Regions from separate parts of the Rattus norvegicus genome. Here region 1 is linked to region 2. A link is a contact called in public Hi-C data. All regions are on one chromosome and are shown on one strand. Each heading gives the region's core, a stretch centred on a gene start, on an enhancer-like site or on the middle of the called end of the contact. The rest is flanking DNA. Distances are from core to core; before and after follow the strand shown.

Region 1 (5,630 bases), core at 1,141-3,640, 310 kb before region 2:
GAATCAGAGAAAGGACTGAAGGAGCTGAAGGGGCTCAGGACCCTATATGAACAACAATGCCAAGCAACCAGAGCTTCCAGGGACTAAGCCACTACCCAAAGACTATACATGGACTGACCCTGGGCTCCAGCTGCATAGGTAGCAATGAATAGCCTAGTGAGAGCACCAGTGGAAGGGGAAGCCCTGGGTCCTGCCAAGTCTGGACCCTCAGTGAATGGGATTCTTGGGGTAAGGGCAGTAATGGGGGGAGGATTGGGAGGTGAACACCCATATAGAATGTGAGGGAGGGGTTAGGGGATGTTGGCATGGAAACTGGGAAAGGGAATAACACTTGAAATGTAAATAAGAAATACCCAATTTAATAAAGATGGGAAACAAAAAGAAACTAGATGATCTTTCAGGTTCCAGGGTTAATGATTTTTAGTGAACTGTGAGCTTTCTGTGGTCTTAGGTGCTTTTGTGTTGTTTTACCTTTTATTTAGCTCTTGTATATGAATCTTATGTAAAACAGAATATTCTAGAAAAGCTGTACATTAAATACTGGAGAAAACCTAGCTCTGAGAGCCAAAGGGACAGGTGGCTATGAAGGGTTTCTTGGTTTTGTGACCTGAGTTGGTGGTAAACTCTTGAGTTGGCCTACATCCCACTATGTTGAAAGTTTTGTGTCTTAGAAGTATCTAAAATTTCTTTTAATGATAGAGGAAAGGCATCAGAGCTGAGAATGTCTGAGAAGACCCTGAAGTATCGTATCCCCACTGCCAAGTCTGGACCCCCAGTGAATGGGATTCTTGGGGTACGGGCTGAGCAGTCAGCCTCAGTACAGATGTATCCAGGCTCACAGGGAAAGCCTAGTGGAGGCAACACTCTGAGCAGCTGTGGGCGGTAGGCAACAGGAAGCCTGGAAGCTCAGAGACATCGGAAAGCACCATGAAGCCACCGTGCCACCAGGAACACTGGTTTCAACACATTGGAGAAAGGCGAGATGTGTGCTTAACGTTTGTAGATCATGGTTTATATACAATATGTAAAAAAGAATGCTTGTGAGACAGCCATGTCTATGTGAACCAGACTAGTTGAAGATGACTCAGGAAAAGTGTGATAATTTTTAAAGTGTGATAATGGTATTGTGATTACAGAAGAAAGAAATCAGTGTTGAGAGATGCACGCCGTGAAACATGTAGGGTAAAATGGCATAATTTCTTCCATCTGGTTAGCTTTTCAAGTCCTTCAGAAATGCAAGGACACATCGCAGAAAGGAAAAAAAAATGTCCATTTCGAGTCTAGATGCATATGACAGCACCTGTAAATAATTAAAAATTATAGCAAAATTTATTTAAATTTTTTTTTCAGTATCAGACTCTTCCCTTTTAGGTGTGACCTACAAATCTTACTTAAGTGTGCCCAGGAAGTTTGTGCAAACAGGGCCACTTAAAGTGCTTGGTGCACTAGCTAAAAATTCCAGAACAATCTAAGTCCCCGTTACTGACAGCTGTGTGGAAGCTGAGGCAGCCACTATATAAAGGAAGCTGATTTATATGTACTACCACTTGGAAAAGTCTCAGCTAAAATGAAATTGTTTGAAAAATGGGCGTCTAACAGTGTGCATCCTATGAACTTAAATCTGTATGAAATATATTTAAAACAGATTCTATTTTTAATTTGAAGATATTTCTATGTCATGTCCACAGAACAACAATCTGGAAGGGTCTCTCTCCCTAGCTGTGACAGTGTTGGCAGGAACTCTGGGTCTGAGAGAGAGTCCTTAGCCTTTTACAGTATCTTTTTGGGGGGTGGGGATGGACAATTGTTGAACTCTGCGAGAGAGAGAGAGAGAGAGAGAGAGAGGCTATTTTTGTATCCTGCAATTAAAATTCAGCTAAATAAACAAATAAATAAATAGAGACAGAAATGCTGGCAAAGTGGGGTAATAAAAACAGAGCGACCTGGAAGGCAAGTCGGTCAACTTCCAGAGAGGGATGGCTTTGGAGCTAAAGGATGAGAGAGAGAGAGAGAGAGAGAGAGAGAGAGAGAGAGAGAGAGAGAGAGAGAGAGAAAGCATTGTCAGCAATGGGGTTGATAACATGAGTAAATTCCATTAGCAGAATGGAGGACACTGCCCCCAGTAATCACAGGCAAAGTCAAGATGACTGCAAAGGTCGCATGGTCACTGGAACACCCCTGTAATTTGTATTGTAATGAACTATTACCTCAGCGCAATCATGTGCCAGGCATTTAATTTACAAGCACAGATGCCTGGCGGTTGACTTTAAAATTACTCCGAAATTACCCCCATGTAATCTGAAGAACTCTAAGTGTGGCCAGGGCTTCATTAGCAGGGTGCTGTGCATGCAGGCGTGAGGACTGCACACTGGTGGATTTCTATTGGTTATGCTGTGTGCGCCTGCGTTCTGAAGCTTCCAGCCGTATCCTCCTAAAACCTGCTACCCATCTTTTCCACACTGGACTGCAGACGCTTCCGCGAGTTTTCTGTACTAGAGCCCCTCCCCAAGTCTACCCTACCTTCAGTTAGCTGTAGGTTGCAGTAGAACACGGATTGGAAAATAAGATGATTTCTTTTTCTTCCATTTCCCTGGGAGCTCTACCATCTGTTGCCTCTAAGGAAAGAAACTCAATAGAAGGGAGGACACTATTTTCTGGGCTGCGGATGCTTCCCTGTGCTGTGTGACTCAACTCAGGTCTGCCCAGAGCAAGAATGTGCCGGGGAGGTTGGCCTTAACTGGGTGCATGCTTGTTCGTCCGGATAAACCAAGTTGGGAGGTTTCCAACCCGTCACACCACCCCAAATGGCATGTTAGAAAGTACAGACTCTCTTTTCCATCAAAGTTAGAGCTTATTTTTGCTTCTAGGAATCACAAATCCTTGGTGTCCATAAAACATTTCACTACACGTTTTAAATGTATTGCATGCGGGCCAAGCTTCGGTGACGGAAGGCTCCTGCTTTTTCCTTCTGCACAGTATCTACGGCCAGAACTCACATTTCTGAGAACCATCCTTTAACAGTGTAACCCGGTAGGGACCAGTACAACCAGCTGGTGCTAAGTGAACACCTCTGTTGATGTTGGCCAATTCAATGAGAAATGATGAGTTAAGAAGCAGAGAGCACGTGTTCCAGTGGCAAGATTGAAAATAAAAATCGAAACACTGAATATGAAGACTGAATCTGGCTTATGGGTCTGGGCCCAGGGCACCCGCTGCAGAAGGTGGGGGTGGGAGGTGGTTCTAATCTGCGCACGCGTAGTGATGACGGGTAGGGGTGGGGTGGGGTGGGGATAGGCTGTATGCTCAGGTCTCAGTAGCGCAGTGAAATAGTAAAGAGGCTAAGTAAACTCTGGCCATCAGATAATGGGCCATTATAACTCTGGATGACTTCCTGAATAGTCTAAAACATGGCTTTCTATTTCCTGCCTGCAAGACAAAGACATATACTGACAGCAACATGTGCAAAGGGACACAGAGCGGCTGGAACCGGGTCGGGTGTAAAGAGAGAGAGAGAGAGAGAGAGAGAGAGAGAGAGAGAGAGAGAGAGAGAGAGAGAGAGAGAGAGAGAGAGAGCCAGCGTCCAGTCCTGAGCTTGGACTGTCAGCGGCCAGCTGGACGTACCTGCCAGGCAGCAGCCCAGGGACAGACAGCAGGGCAAGGAAATCCAGGCACAGAGGTGCGAGGGAGAAGAGGGAAGGGCGAACCACTGTGCTGCCGCTCCCATTAAAACAGAAAACTCTGCTATGCTTGGTTTTAGTCCAAGCTCCTGCCAGGAAGGAGCTGGCTCACAGAAAAGCCACGGCTTCACTTTTTCCCATACTCAAGTGGTGTGTCTTTCAAGGGCTCTTTTCCTCTAAGCCAGCAGAATCATCCCCCCACCCCCACCCCCAGCCCCACCCCTACCCCTCACCATGCCACGCCTTCTTCCTCCCTTTCCTCCATCTCCGTGTCTCCCTCCTTCTCTTTCTCTCTCCAACCCCCTCTTTTAGGTTACCACAGAGTGTGTAGCCATAACCTTGTGAAGTCTCCAAGCGTCTGCGGCTGGCTGTGAGAATGCTCTGGTTTGGGGGTTCCCGACCACTAGGTCTGTGAAATGACTCTGAGCAAACTTTCCTCAGCAATAAAATGATCAGTGTGGGAACCAGGAGGCAATGAAAGACCCAGATAATTTATTTTTAATAGCCCGTATTTTGGGGCACGTGACACACAGCTACTGTGATGCTGGTATTCGCTTTTTGACGAGTTCTGGGACATCGTGCTAGGGGATACCTGCTAAGGGAGGGGATGCTCCCACTTTACAGAGTACAGCAAAGTACTTTGAACAAATACACAGGAGTCACGGGGCCCTTCCAAGACCTGGCATTTGAGGCGGGCCAGTGCCTATGTAGGTAAAAGCCTGGGAGCCTTTCCCTCATGTAGGCTGAGTTCCTGGGAAAGTAGATGCGTGCAAAGATAGGGACTGCACTGAGTTTTTGGAAAATCAAAGGAGCTTGCATGAGTGCGGTGTATTTGGCCATCTAGAAAGGCTAACGGCTGACTGCAACCTCTGAGACATCAGTCCCATACTGCCACTGATTAAGCCATTAGCCACAATCTGCTGTACATCTTTCACATTTTCACACAGGAAACATTTGTGGAGCTGCTTAACAATTCGGCAGGATGATGGTTGCTGGAGGAACTTCCCATTTCTGAAGGTTCCGATGCCCTGTCTTCTGCCCACTGATGACTTGAGGTAGAGGACATGTGAAGGGGCACGTGAGACTCCTTCTGGGTCTGTCTTTCAGGGGACCATCTTCTTGGTTCAATTTTGGTTTATTTAGTCATCATGTTGTGCCTGACTGCTGAAGACCTGTGGTTACAGTCCTGTGGCATTTAGAGAAACGACTCATTTGGAGAACCTGAATGCAAGCCCCTGGGTGGACATCAGAAGCTCCGATGGGTACCTGAAGCTAGTGGACCATTGATTTCCTCAGAAGGTCAAAATCTGATACATCAAATTCCCACCTCAGAGCATCCCGAGGACAGCTCTTACAACATCCTCAACGGTTTAGAATTTAAATGTCTGTCAAGGTCACTGTGCTAAAGCCTTTCTGTTGTATCTTGTTATACTGCTCTGAAGTAGAGTCTTGTGGAGGGAAGCTCATTAGTGGTGACCGCTTTCTCTTTTCTCTTTTGCTTTATGGCCACCATGTACATAGCTTCTGCCATTTGTACTTACTGCCACATGCCCAGAAGCAGCAGAATGACTGAGCTCGGATAGAAACTTAGGAAATTGTGAACCAGGACCTTCTTTGCTTCCCGATGCTGGTTTTCATACGTGCGATTCCTCAGTGGCAGAAGGTCATGTAGGCTTCATTAATTTTCTCACAGCTAAACATCCCAATTCATCATTACATTGTGACTTCTTCCCAATGTGTCCAACTTTAGACATCCCTACCTAGCACAATCTCAGAGCTTAACACTACTAAGCCACAGGAATCTGGTCCAGTTCATATTTCTCTGGCTTACCTCAATGTAACTTGACACAAATTTGTAGATAACATTCCCAGGATTAGTTAGTATAGAGAAGTTAAAGTTTTGAAGTTGTAACTAAGGTCCCGTGTGAGTTAGTTTTGAATTAATGGTAAATT
Region 2 (5,679 bases), core at 2,338-4,837:
GATTTTCTTCATGCTGTGGGTAACTGTGCATGTCTCTCAAAGAATCTAACACCTTCCTCTGACATCATGAAGCTCTGGCCGATAGCAAAGAGCTATGGAAGAGACAACGCACATCAAGTCTCTTAGTACAGTTCCAAAACTGGGAATCTGGTCACCCTGGCTCTCATGTCTTCTATGGAGAAGCCTCAGAAGAACCCCTCACCATGGAGAACCCATTGCACAATGCCCATGGGCATTGTGGCCTGAAGACCGGAGTTCAGTCCCAAAATCAATATGAAAAAGTCTGATGCAATGGAGCATACCTCTAATTCTAGTGTGGGGGAGGAAAGGACAGGGATCCCTGGGGCTTTGCAAACTAAGCAGCCTAGCCAAATTGGTGCTGTTAGATTCAGTGGAAGACTTGCTTAAAATAAAAGTTAAAGGAAAAAAGGAGGTATGGCTGGTAAAGAATTTTGCTTGATTGAGAGTTTTCATTGCTGTACAGAAAACCTTAAAACCCCTCCTTTAGCTTCTTTCAGTCACAGGCTTGCAGGAAACTCCGGTTCCACTCACTACTGGCTCCAAGGCCTACTTTCAGACGAGTAAAACCTTTTTAAATTTCACTTGGTTTTCCACTCATGACCTTTCTTGTTCCTCGTTCTATTTCTCTTTTGCTTATTCATCAAATATTTTCCAATTCCTGTTCTAACTGGCTATGCCTGATACTCTCAGCTAATAATAAATGAGAGTAAGGTTTAGATTTTTTTTTTTTATTATCTTGAGTATTTCTTATATACATTTCAAGTGTTATTCCCTTTCCCGGTTTCCGGACAGACATCACCCTCCCCCCTCCCCTTCCTTGTGGGTGTTCCCCTCCCAAACCTCCCCCCATTGCCACCCTCCCCGCATAGTCTAGTTCACTGGGGGTTCAGTCTTAGCAGGACCCAGGGCTTCCCCTTCCACTGGTGCTCTTACTAGGATATTCATTGCTACCTATGGGGACAGAGTCCAGGGTCAGTCCATGTATAGTCTTTAGGTAGTGGCTTAGTCCCTGGAAGCTCTGTAGATTTTGACAGTGCTTTTTTTTTTTTTTTTTTAAACAACAAAGCCACTTCTCCAAACAGGTACTTTACAGATATTTCTTCTACATAGGCATAGAACACCTTGAGACAGTGGTTTTTACTGGCATTGTGGCTAAGGCATTAAGACCATCATATGTGTAGACTAATCTTTAATAACTAACAAAGGGGTCAGGGCATGTGCAAAATATACTCTTCTCTGAATGCTTTTGAATACTAAACTTTATCTTGTGTCAACTTCTTCATGCTGAAACAAATAAGCATATTTTCTATTATCGTTAAATGCTGTGAAGGAAACAAAACCATACAGTAGTTTACAGAAGGTTGGGGTCAGTTGGGATGATTTTATTGAGGACAACCAGAGAGAACTCTATTTAGGAAACAGAAATAAATTAAGTCAGGAATAAGAGAAGACAAATGGGCAGTTAAAGAAAGAAGTAAGTATAGAGGTTTGGGTGGGAAGATGCGTTGTATTAAATAGAAAATAAAAACGGGACAACAGTGACTGAAAGGGAATGAGGGGAAGTAGGGAGGGTCCACAGGGACAGATTTTAAGTTAGCCACAATAAGAAGTTGTGGGAAGGGGTTGGGGATTTAGCTCAGTGGTAGAGCACTTGCCTAGCAAGCGCAAGGCCCTGGGTTCCGTCCTCAGCTCCGGAAAAAAAAAAAAAAAAGAAGAAGTTGTGGGAGAAGCTAAAGTGAAGGACTCCAGATTCAGCAGCATATTTAAAAGTTTACGTCTGGACCTGGGAGAGAAAAGCCTGGTAGAGTGGTACATGAACAGAGAGAAACCAAACAGGAGGATGCTGCAGTGCTGAAGGCAGGAGAAGGTATGGGAGCTGACGGGTTAGAACTTCCGGTTGGCCACCAGCTGGGTGATAGGGGAAGGAAACAAGAAGAATCATAGATGACGTTGGACAGAGTACATTTGCTCTCCTTTTATTGTAAGAAATATGTGAGAGAATCAATTTATATGGTTTTGTTTTGCTTCTCATACTTTTGGTCTATGATAAGCTGGCTTCAGGCCTGAGATAAGATAGTGCATCATTCAACAAATATGTTTATGGAGCAAAGCGGATCATGTCAAGGCCAGGATTCAACCAGAGGCGAAGGAAGAGAATGGGCTCCCATAATGCCTTTCACGTAACTGACCTCACTTCCTTCTTCTAGGCTCCACGTGTTAAAAGTTCACCAGTCTTCCTCTGGCACCAACATTTGGGAACACGAGCCTAGCAGGGATGGTCAAAATCCACAGTAGCCGAGGGAGTAGAGGCATTTTAATGACTCGTGTACGCAACCACATAATACCGTGCCCAGGTGACTACTGAGATATGTAAGGGGCTGGGACATGAAGATTAGCATATAATCATGCACATTGGAAGCCCTAGAGACCAATGTTTAAGAAAGGCACGCGATTCTGAGATATCCTTGGGAAGTTCTTACCTTCCAGTTTATCACCGGGTGCAGACATACAAAGGCTCCCCCTTGGGAAGATTTAGCAAACTATTGTTGCTGAAAGCAATGGGCAGAATTTAGTCTTCAATCCCGATTCAAAAAGAACGACAGAAAACACGAGGAAAGCTTGCGAGGAGCATACCTATAAACCTTTGGGACCAGAGCCCTGAGCTCACTTGGAGGCTTGCCACTGGAGTTTATCTCAGAAGCAGAGAATTAGTCACAGGATTGCAGGTAACCACAAAAGAGACGAGGGACACAAGCTAATCGCATAATGAAGCCTTAAGTGCCAGTACCTACACAGGGCATCTGTTAATCTTACCAACAATCCCGTGAGAAGGATGTGGCTTCCTTCATCTTTTAGAAGAGCAAATTAGACCTCAGAGCCACTTGGGAACAAGCTCAAAGAATTATGCACAATATTCAGAGCAGGCCGAGTCTGTATCCTGGAGCGCCATAAGCCCCACAGCCCAGAGACTCAAACAGTAAAATGTATCATTAATTCCATCATCTGGCCTTGGCCGCTGAGCAACTGTTAGTACAGGGATCACATCGAAATTGGGCTTTAAATGCATAGGCCAAAGGTCCTTTTCTGGATTTTTCTCTTGCCACTGTCCATCAGTCTGGCTTTGCTGAACTCTGCTACTGACTGCTTTAAGTCCCTACAGTGATGGTTAGGGTATGAGCTCTGTCCCTTTATGTGGCACAGACCAGAATACTCTGAGGACAAAAGATGTACCCCTCCTCTTGGCTTGTTTGCCTGTGGTTTCTTCTGATGCCTTCCTATTGTCGCCTACAGGTGGCCGCAGAGACCATAGTTATCTTCAGTTAAGTTAATTAAGATAGAAACATCTTTGCCATTGCTGAGAAGTAATGTTTTAAAGAAAACGATTCTGAATCAAATAGATAGCTTGGGAAATGGATCCATTTTTCTTTTCGTCTGTAGCACTTAGTAAATGAACGTTTCTTGGTTCTCCCTAACAACCTGACTATGTGTCCCTTCATAGATGACCAAACTGTTAGAGGCGCATAAACTTAGAGTCAGTCCCTCCGTCTTTCCCACGCCAGCGTGTAAGGAGATTCATGATCCTGCACTGCCCTCTATGTATGACTATCTGAAACACAAAATCGGGTATTCTAGAGGGTTTCAAACACACTTTTAAAAATTAGGGTGATATTTCACAGTGGACTCACTGAGTTAACATTCAGTAGACATGAGCGTCCATGGTCGCAAATATTGTTCTGATAGCAAACTGCTGTACTTTCCGACTGTATTAGTGATAGCTGAAAAGAGAACGTTCTTAATGTGCTCTTGAGACATTTAAATGATAGTTATTGATTGGAGATAGCAACTCCAAGTCTAGAAATGGCTTCCAAAGTCACTTGGGAAAGAGCATGGAGGGGATTCAGTCTAGGGACTCACCTTCAGCCTCCAGGAAGGTTTGGATACAGCAACAGCATTCCTGTGCATTTTCTTGGTGTAACATCGCCATCTGGTGTCTTTTCCAGATACTTCATATAAAAAACATGCATCACCACGGTTCTTTTAACGTTTAATGTCGTTCCCTACTGCGGATCTTAATTTTTGTCTTAAGATTCAAACTAAATAACACAAGTACATGTACATAATGTTTTTGTTTGCTAATTATGCTAAGTACACAAAATGATGAGTTTATGACATTTTTTATACACGTACATAGTCTGTCAATCAATAGGCTATTGTAAACCACTGCTGTGGTGGCTGGATTTATGTTAACTTGACACAAGCTGGAGTCCTTAGAGAGGAAGAAACCTCAACTGAGAAAAGGCTCTGCCTGTAGGACATTTTCTTAATTAGTCACTGATGGGACAAAGTGCAGCTTGGTGTGGATGGTACCCCCCTTGGACTGATGGTCACAGGTTTTATAAGAATGGCTGTGCAAGCCATTGGGAAACAGTAAGCAGCATTCTTCCATGGCCTTTGCAGTAGCTCCTGCCTACAGGAGCGCCCCCTGCCCTGCTTGGGTTCCTGTCCTAATTTCTTCCACCTATGAAAGGTGATGGGAAAATGTAAGCCACATAAAACCTTTCCTCCCCAGTTTGCTTTTGGTCATGGTGTTTCACCACAGAAATACTAACCTAACTAAGACAGATAATAACCAAAACTACAATGTTATGCATTGCATAGTAAGCCAATAACTAGTTATAATGAAAGGCACACTCCTAAAAGTTATACGTTTAGGGAGCTACAAGTGTCTACAACTCACAACCAGCAACATAAGACTTCGAATGCTACACACTTCTGATCAATTTCCTACCCTCCTCCATCTCCTCCCACACCTGGTTCTGCCCCCTCCCCCTTCCTCCCAAGCCCTCCTACCTTCTACTTCCCGTGATTATTTTGTTACTCCTTCTAAGTAGTACTCAAGCATCCACACTTTGGTCTTCCTTTGTCTTGAGCTTCATACGCTCTGTGAGTTGTATCATGGGTATTCTGAACTTTTTGCCTAATATCCACTTATCAGTGAGTGCATACCATGTGTGTTCTTTTGTGACTGGGTTACCTCACTCAGGATTATATTTTCAAGTTCCATCCATGTGCCTAAGAATTTCATGAAGCCATTTTTTAAATAGCTGAGTAGTACTCCATTGTGTAAATGTATATTTTCTATATCTATTCCTCTGTTGAGGGAAATCTGTGTTGTTTCCAGCTTCTGGCTATGAAAAATAAGGCTGATCATAGTGGAGCATGTGTCCTTGTTATATGTTGGAGCGTCTTTTGGGTATATGCCCAGGAATGCTGTAGCTGGGTCCTCAGGTGGAACTATGTCCAATTTTCTGAGGAACTGCCAGACTGATTTCCAGAGTGGTTGTACCAACTTACAATCCCACCAGCAAAGGAGGGGTGTGCCTCTTTCTTCTCACCAGCATCTACCTGAATTTTTGATCTTAGCCATTCTGACTAGTGTGAGGTGGAATCTCAAGGTTATTTTGATTTACATTTCCCTGATGTCTAAAGATATTGAACATTTTTTTGAGCTGGGGACAGAACCCAGGGCCTTGCTCTACCACTGAGCTAAATCCCCAACCTGTTGAACATTTCTTTAGGTGCTTCACAGCCATTCAAGACTCCTCAGTTAAGAATTCTTTGTTTAACTCTGTAACCCATTTTTTAACTAGGGTTATT

The links. Hi-C and Micro-C count contacts between places; a contact is called where the count stands out from the background.
Region 1: a contact with region 2 is called in a Hi-C map of the A7r5 cell line, with 4 times the contacts expected there. The contact joins two enhancer-like sites. A contact is called at or near these places in 3 of 12 Hi-C or Micro-C datasets (the A7r5 cell line, liver and mammary epithelial cells).

Annotation. Positions count from the first base shown.
Region 1 is chr14:95,436,326-95,441,955 of GRCr8, reverse strand. The region is part of intron 1 of Egfr (epidermal growth factor receptor); the gene reads right to left. Among named protein-coding and RNA genes, the nearest start is that of Egfr, 61 kb to the right of the region's middle. Within about 2 kb of position 2,390, at least 11 of the 93 cell types and tissues checked have an H3K27ac peak or open chromatin away from gene starts, as enhancers often do. A contact at or near this core is called in the A7r5 cell line, where this site is marked.
Region 2 is chr14:95,130,984-95,136,662 of GRCr8, reverse strand. No RefSeq gene overlaps it. Among named protein-coding and RNA genes, the nearest start is that of Sec61g, 14 kb to the right of the region's middle. Within about 2 kb of position 3,587, at least 24 of the 93 cell types and tissues checked have an H3K27ac peak or open chromatin away from gene starts, as enhancers often do. A contact at or near this core is called in the A7r5 cell line, where this site is marked.